Linked DNA regions of Oryctolagus cuniculus: region 1 is linked to region 2. The links are chromatin contacts, called in public Hi-C maps. All regions are on one chromosome and are shown on one strand. The core of a region is the stretch at or near the end of the contact, and the rest is flanking DNA. Distances in the headings are between cores, read along the strand shown. Region 1 has its middle 170 kb from the start of FAM43A. Region 2 overlaps XXYLT1 (xyloside xylosyltransferase 1).

Region 1 (4,169 bases), core at 1,173-3,672, 250 kb after region 2:
GATCTGTAGTCTTCTAAAATAAAGCAAGCAAGTTCAAGAGTGAGTTTCATATAAAGAGGCATGCAGTAGCAACCAGGTTGTGTGCAGGTCACTTATTGAATACGTATTTATCCCATTGTTCAGGGTCTCCTACCCATCAAACAAAATTATGGCTGTCCCCCGTGTACTCGAGTACTGGTGAATATACAATAAAGTGGAAAATGAATTGCAGTGAAGCAAAGCTTCTGGAGTAATTGGAATCAATGGGTCCAGTATTTTTAATTGCTCATATCAGTTCTTTCGAGGCCTTCTTTGAAGAGGACCTTTCTGTAGATTGCTCTAAAATTGTTATTTTAATTTTGATGGGTTATGAATTATAACCTAAAAGAGACATTTTTTCCTCTCCTAAAATAAGCTTTAGCAGAAAATATCTGAGGCAGACATGGTGTTGTTTGGGCCAAAAATCAACTGAACAAATGTTTTACTGCTAGCACCGTGCCCACTGTGCAAGGGTTGAGGGTTCAGGGACCGAGAGGGTGGGTTCGAGTCCTGACTTCCCTCACCAGCTTTGTGGCTGCAGGTAGGTTCCGTAAGCTCTCTGTGCCTCTAACGAATGAGCTGAAAGATGAGGGTAATAAAACTAGCATCTACCACACAGCCTGATGGGGAGATGAGGTGAAGAAACAGGTGTTTAAGAAAAAGACTCAGGTGGGAGGGACGGTATGGAGGGGGAAGCCATTGTAACCCATGAGTCATACTTTGGAAATTTATATTCATTAAATAAAAGATAAAAAAAAAAAAAAAGACTCAGAAGAGTGGCCGTGTCTTAGTCCACTTCCCCTTGCCGTGACAATGAACCCGCGGCCGGGAACTGTGTAAGGGGAGGAGGTTATCCAGCTCCCTGCTTGGGAGGCTGAAAGTTCAAGACCTGGCGGCCCCTCTGTTTGAACCCTGGCAAGGACACTGTTGGCTGCATCACCGGGTGGGGCAGACACAGGAAGGGAAACTGCTCTGTGCAGGAGAGGCCAAGTGGGTGGGGCAGCCTCCCTCTCCCCCGGCGGCCCGCTCACACCAGGACCCGCGGTCATCTTTTCCAAGGGTGGAGCCCCAGTGCCCTATTTACCTTCTCCCTGGGCCCCACGGCCTGGCCTCGAGGCCCCACCAATGCAACGCTGCCACGCTGGGGACCAAGCTTCCTGCAGGGGAACGCTGCGGGACGCAGTCAAACCATACCCAGCCCGGCAAGTCGCGGGTGCTCAAAATACAGGCACTGGCTGCTGCTGGCGTCGGGACTGTGCCGTTGGACACTGACGGAGCACTCAGAGTCGGGCTCGCAGCTGCATGGGTCAAGGACAGCGGGAGGGACCTGGCTGCCCAGATGGCCTGTGCTTCCCACTCCTCCCGCCCCTCCGCTTGGGGGTTTCCTCCCCCTGCCTCTCTCATCCTCCCCACATCTACCCCTAGACAAATGGACACAACTTCCATCCCAGGGCCCCTCCCGGCTCTGAGCCACCCCCTGCTCCTCCCAAGAAGCGCAACTCAGCTCCACTTCTCTGCACGGCCCTTTTGTTTCCAAAGTCACTCACGCAGCCCCGGACACGGGGGTCGGAAGGAAACAGGACTTGTCTTAGGGAGCATCGGGATCCCTGGAGGGCCCAGAAGTCCTTGACGTCCTCTTCAAGGGGTCACTTTCATCCCTGGAACTGGGGGGGGGGGTGGTCCCAAGGAGGTGAGACACACACATACCAAGAACCACCACTGGCTTAGAAACAAGGGCCCTGTGAAAGTGGAGGTGAGCACACAGGAAAGAGTGTTTCCTTCTCTTTCTTTTCTAGTTAATTAATTTACTTGAAAGGCAGAGATGGAGAGAGAGAGAGAGAGAGAGAGAGAGGGAGAGAGAGAGAGAGAATCTATCTGTTGCTCATTCCCCCAAATGGCCATAACAGCCAGGGCTAGGCCAGGCTGAAGCCAGGAGCCAGGAGCTTCTTCTGGGTCTCCCATGCGGGTGCAGGGGCCCAAGGACTTTGGCCATCTTCTACTGCTTTCCCAGGTACATTAGCAGGGAGCTGGATTGGAAGAGGAGCAGCCAGGACTGGAACTGGCACTCATGTGACAGCCTCCTGCACCCCACCACCAGTCCCAGGAGAGAGAATTTCTGAGTCCTCAGTCAAGCGGATGACATCGGTGCCACGTCCAAAGACGAGGGCCTCCGCCAAGCGGGAGGAGGCGCAGGAAGGGCAGAGGGAGGCACGGCCGAGCTACAGGGTCCTTTCTTTTCCAGAAAAGGACACAGCTGATGGGCCCTGGGCTGTGCCAGCTGTGGCCGCTCCTTCGTGGTGCTGCTTATCCATTTATCCACGTCTGGGCTCTGCCCACGTCTTGATTTCGCCTGGGGCTGCTGTAGCTCAGGCCTCCTCCTCTCAGGTTCTGAGGGAAGAGCCCTGTTGTGCTGCTCCCGTGGGTGCAGGTGCATCACCAGGATGTGCAGACTCCGTGAGCATGCCTGCCCCAGGGCTCATCCCATCCCTAGGAAGGAGAAAGGGCAGTGGGCTTCGGCGGGGTGCCTCTCTGTGCGGGTGCTGGCTGGGCCCTTCCCCCAGACTCCCTATTATGATCCCCCACCTCCCAAGGAGGCCTGCCCATGGCCACTGCTCTTTCTTTCCTCCTCGGTGTTAACCCTGCCACTCCTGAAGGGGACAGCCACCAGAGCCTGCAGGTCCTGCCTGTGTGCTGAGCTGTGACAATTCCTGGACCCCTGTCCCCCACGGGAGCTGGCCATTTCAGGAGTCCAGTGAGCCGCTTCCTGAGGATGTACTGTGGTGACTCATGACCAACCCCCAGGGGAGAACAAACCGGCATCTCCTCGCCAAAACCGAACAATAGCGGCAACATTGGCGTGATCTCCTAGGAGTGACGGACGTCACGGGCTCCGGGGGAAGAGGCGGCGTCCCACTCAGCTGCGTCCTCCACCAGGCCACCCTTCCTCCAGGTGGGTGGCAGGGGCGCAGGACGGGCGGAGGTGTGGGTGAGAGGTGATACCACCTCTCACCATCAGAAGTGTTTAAAGGATGCTGTAGGGTGCCTGATAAAGGGCCCTCGGGGTTCGGAGTCTGTGACCTCTGAGTGTCCTAGCAGCCCGAGGCCCCTGAGTTCTGAGCGTTGCAGAGCCCCTGTGCTACCCTGGAGTGTTTCTGCTCATGTAGCAGGAGCTGACCTTGGAAATTAAAACCATGGAGCCCTAAGAGGAGAGGTCATTCTTCCAGGCTGTTTCCAGCAGCTGTAGTCAAGGCTGCCCTTGGTAGGTGAGACAGACTTGGCCCCAACCTGACGCAGCTCACGGCTGAACACGCGAAAAGGCTTTCCGGGGACTCTGCAATATTTCCCTTTTTTTTTTTTTTTTTTTTTTTTTTTGACAGGCAGAGTGGATAGTGAGAGAGAGAGACAGAGAGAAAGGTCTTCCTTTGCCATTGGTGGCCGGTGCGCTGCGGCCGGTGCACCGCGCTGATCCGAAGGCAGGAGCCAGGTGCTTCTCCTGGTCTCCCATGGGGTGCAGGGCCCAAGCACTTGGGCCATCCTCCACTGCACTCCCGGGCCACAGCAGAGAGCTGGCCTGGAAGAGGGGCAACCGGGACAGAATCCGGTGCTCAGACCGGGACTAGAACCCGGTGTGCGGGTGCCGCAAGGCGGAGGATTAGCCTGTTGAGCCATGGCGTTGGCCAACTGCAATATTTCCATGAGCAGTGCTTCGCTGCCTGGTTCTCAGTGGAGCTGGCCTCCACAGGTGGCTGGACTTGAGCGAGCCTTGCCCAGCAACACGGGGGGATGGGGGGATGTGAGGATATGGTGACTAAAGGATGCCAGTTTCACTGCACCTGCTGCCTGCCCTCCCCCTGGCTTTTGCTCCATGAACACACAGCTCAGTGGACAGCACTGGGGCCAGAACACCTGTGGAAATGACCCTCCATCCCCTCGCCCCAGCGTCCCTATCTTGGATAGCAGCACATTTAGCAAAAACAGAGGACACCCGGTCACATTTAGATTTCAGACAAATGAATCCTGAACAATATTTGGGACATACTTATGTTCAGCAAGATTTATTTATTTTTTAAAGATTTATTTATTTATTTGAAAGGCAGAGTTGCAGAGAGGCAGAGAGAGAGGGGGTCTTCCATCCACTGGTTGACTCCCCA
Region 2 (3,997 bases), core at 787-3,286:
CAGCGGTGATTCCTCCTGACTTCTGGACTGTTCTTCGTTCTCACAGGCCATTTTGAAAAAGATGGACGTTTTTGTTTTTTTGCCATGAAAAAGTAGAGCTGTAACTAACACCTTAAAATCTACCCCTTTGAAGTGTACGGTTCAGTGGTTTGTAGCATATTTATCATGCTGTTCGTTAATTTGAGAACATTTTCAGACCCGTTCCTCTGTCCCCTACACCCGGAAACCACCAGTCCGCTTGTCTCTATTCTGGACATTTAATATCAATGTGCTGACCCACGTGTGGCCTTGGTGTCTGGCTTCCACCATGTTGCATGTTCTGAAGACCTGTGTCGTAGCACATGTGTGTGGGGGGGGGCGTCATTCCTTTTCCTGCTTGTGTAATACTCGCTGGAATGTAGTCCCGCACAATCCACTGGTCCTTGGTGGACACTGGCATTGTGTCCGCTCTGTGGCTATTATGACAGGTGTTGAAGTGCACGTTGGCTTATCAGTTCCGTTCTCAGATGCCCGGGGTGTGGCCTGGTCGTGGGATGGCTGGGTCCTATGTCAACTTTGACCTTTGGAGGAGCTGTCAGGCTCCTTTCTGAAATAGCTGCCCCAGCGTCTCCTCCCACCAGCAGCTTCTCCACATCCTTACCGCACTTGCTGTGTCCAAAAGCTTATTTCTTTATTTGAAAGGCAGAGCGATGTTGGGGGGAAGATATCGTTTATCCACTGACTCACTCCCTACGTGGCCACAATGGACAGGGCTAGGCCAGGCCCACGTGGCTGCAATGGCCAGGGATGGGCCAGGCAGAAGCCAGGAGCTGTGCACTCCATCTGGGTCTCCCACGTGGGTGGCATGGGCACTTGGGCCATTTTCCGCTGCTTTCCCAGGGAGCTGGATCAGAAGTGGAGCAGCCGGGACTCATATGGCATGCTGGCGTTTCTGGCGGTAGCTTAACTCGCTGTGCCACTACGCTGGCCCTGTCTTTTATCGTAGCTCTTCTGTGTGGGACGTGGTGTTCCTTTGTGGGCTTGATTTACATTTTCCTAATGAGTTGATTGCTAAGGACAATCACTCACATGCATTTGGTATTTTTGTTTGTAGTTATTTTTCTTAAATGGATTTATTTTATTTATTTGAAAGGAGAGAAGGAGATCTTCCATCTGCGAGTTCACTTCTAAAATGGCCAAAACAGCTGAGGCTGGGCCAGGTGGAAGCCAGGAGCCTAGAACTGCATGCCAGTCTCTCCTGTGGGTGCAGGGACCCAAGCACTTGGGCCGTCTTCCACTGCTTTCCCAGGTGCATTAGCAGGGAGCTGGGTTGGAGGCAGAGCAGCCTGGACTTGAACCCGCGCTTCCATACAGGATCCAGTGCTGCAGGAGGTGGCTTAACCTGCTGCGCCACAACTCCAGCCCTTTGGTATTTTTCTTAACCACTGACCAAAGCGCGTTTTACAAGAACACCAGCCACCTCCACGCTTCCCTCCCCACCTTTAGAGGATGGCTCTGGAAATGTGCATATTCGGAGGCCGGGTTTGGAAATGGCTGATGTGTACAGTGACGCTACGCCTGAAGTCGGCAGGGGAGTGTGCATCCTGTGAAGACCCCAAGAGAATAATGGCGAGGAGCTGGGCCCAGTGCCCTGGACTTTCTACCTGTGCTTGCTCCACACCTCGCGGGATTGTGGCGACTAGAGGAGGAGACAGGTGGGGTGGCCCCGTGCCGGAGGCTGAGCCGGCCGAGCCCGCCTCGCCAGCCGCCGGCCCTTGCGCTTGCCCTGGGCACAGCCTCGGAGCCCTGCTTGGCTTGCTCACCGACATGGAGGCAGTGCTGGGGCAGCCAGGTTTGCCCCTCTGCCCCGGGAGGAGCTTCCCGGGGCCGGGCCGGGCGCGGCGCTCCGTGTGGCCGCTTGGGGGCGCCGCGGGCCCGCGTTTGCGCTCCGGGACCCGAGTGTCTGCAAAGCTGGCGCCCTAAGTCCCTGTTCTTCCCTCTCGGCGCGCCCCCTTGTGTTTAGGAAGGGACCGGGATCAAAGGAGTCAGAGCCGTTCTGAGCCTTCACTTCCTCCCCCCTGCTTTGAAAACCCTGCGACCCCTGCCCGGCGCTGCCCGACTCCCCCACCTGGGGTTCCTGCCACTGAAGGGGCTTATGCTTCCTGGTGAGAGTGGGTGTGCCGGAGGTGGCGTGGCCCGGCGTGTCATCACCCCTCACTCTTCCCCCAGGCCGCAGGGGCCTCTTCCCTGGGGACCCTGGGCGGAGCAGCAACCTCACCCCCACCCCACCCCCATTCAGTTCTGAGCCAGGCCCTGTCAGCTGGCAGGAAGCCTGCTGTGAACTTAATGTGTTTTAAATTAAAGCCATTTGTTTTATTTATTAGGGTGATTACTGCTAAGCAGCCTGATTAAGCCATGCTCTGGAGGTGTCCAGGACTATGCAGGTCTGGCCCAGGCTGGAGAACAGGTGCTCCTCCTCCCCCTTGCCCTGCGTCCCACGACTGGGGAAGCGCCCTGCTCCTCACTGGGGCTCACGCCTGCCAGGGAGATACCTCAGACCTGGGTGTAGTGGGTGTAACCCACCGAGCCCTGCCCAGCACAGGGAGCCCAGCGGAGGGGTTGGGCACCCGGACCCTCTGAGTCCAGTTCTGGGAAACACCTTGTACTCTCCAGCCAGTGGAGGGTGCTGCCAGCTTGCGTTCTGCCGGCCTTATTTCAGGGTGTCCTGTTGTGCTGATGGTTCCTCCTCCACCCCCCCAAACCGCAGGGCTCTGCCCCCTGCCCTGCAGCGTTAGCAGGGCGTGGTGAGCTCTGGGCCCTGCTCTGGGTCTCCCCCCTCGGCGGAGCCCAGCCTGGGTGCTGGGGCAGGTCCCTTAGTGTCCCAGAGTCCCTGTGCTTTGCGGCGCCTGAGGGGCCCTGGAGGGTCTCGTGTTTTCTGCGCGATGGAATCTCCTCTGTGAAGTTTCCGTCGTTTCTAGAAAGCTCTAATTGTTGCAGTGAGTGAACCCGGAGCACGTCTGATGTTCTGTTTACCTCTTCTTTATCGTTTTTGATTTGTTTCTTGGTCTAATTGCTCACACAGGTTGTTTGTACTCTTTTTGACCTTGGGGCAAATGACAAAAACTGCAAAGGATTTAAAGAAGGGCAGGCCATCATAGTCAGCCTCCGTGGGGTCCCTGTGGCTCAGTACTGAATGCTGAGAGGTGTCCAGAGGGCGGGTCACCGCGGCAGGCCAAGGCTGAGCTCCTGAGACCTGCCCAGGGTGGTGGTCTGCGGGGCTGCTCTGGCAGGTGGTCAGCTGGAGCAGTCCTGCTTGAAAAGCCGGTGCAGGATCAGGCGTGGTGTGAGCTTTGCTGGGGTCCTCGGGCCCCCTGCTGTCGGGCAGGGGATTGCAGTGTGCCTGGGCCTGCTCTGTCGGGATGGAGATGCCGCTGGCTGTGGGAGCCAGGCAGCGCTGAGCGCGCGCATCCATGGTGAATCAGTAGGTAGGACCTGCCCATCTTGGAGATGATGGAAGCGAGACAGTGGGGTAGTCTCTGTGCCTGGCAGGAGACTCATAGCCAGAGCGGAGGGGGGCCACGGGGACAGGGGTGAACCTTCTGGGCAGGAGGGCAGAACAGGAGCTGCAGGCGACAGCAGAGCCCTGTCTACCCGGTGTCCAGGGGCCTCACCCCTGGAGCTGTGTCCCCCACCACCTCACAGCCCTCTTCCGGGAACACTCATTTCCCCCCCCCCCTTTTTTGTTAAAGATTTATTTTTATTTATATGAAAGGCAGAGTGACAGGGAGAGACAGAGAAAGAGATCTTCTACCTGCTGGTTCACTGCCCAGATGGCCGCAGTGGCCTGGAGGCCAGGAGCCTGGAACTCCATCTGGGTCTCCCACATGGATGTAGGGGACCAAGGACATGGGCCACCTTCCGCTGCTTTCCTGGGTGCATTAGCAGGAGGCTGGACTGGAAGTAGAGCAGCGAGGGCTTGAACTGGCACCCATCCCTCTCCTCTTTACCTGAGCGACTC

The links. Hi-C and Micro-C count contacts between places; a contact is called where the count stands out from the background.
Region 1: a Hi-C map of an unstated tissue shows a contact between it and region 2, with 4 times the contacts expected there. The contact joins two enhancer-like sites. A contact is called at or near these places in 2 of 6 Hi-C or Micro-C datasets (ear pinna and an unstated tissue).

What each region holds. Positions count from the first base shown.
Region 1 is chr4:84,572,304-84,576,472 of mOryCun1.1, forward strand. No RefSeq gene overlaps it. Among named protein-coding and RNA genes, the nearest start is that of FAM43A, 170 kb to the right of the region's middle. Within about 2 kb of position 2,423, at least 2 of the 8 cell types and tissues checked have an H3K27ac peak or open chromatin away from gene starts, as enhancers often do.
Region 2 is chr4:84,323,570-84,327,566 of mOryCun1.1, forward strand. All of the region lies in intron 1 of XXYLT1 (xyloside xylosyltransferase 1), which reads left to right. Among named protein-coding and RNA genes, the nearest start is that of XXYLT1, 9.7 kb to the left of the region's middle. Within about 2 kb of position 2,037, at least 1 of the 8 cell types and tissues checked has an H3K27ac peak or open chromatin away from gene starts, as enhancers often do.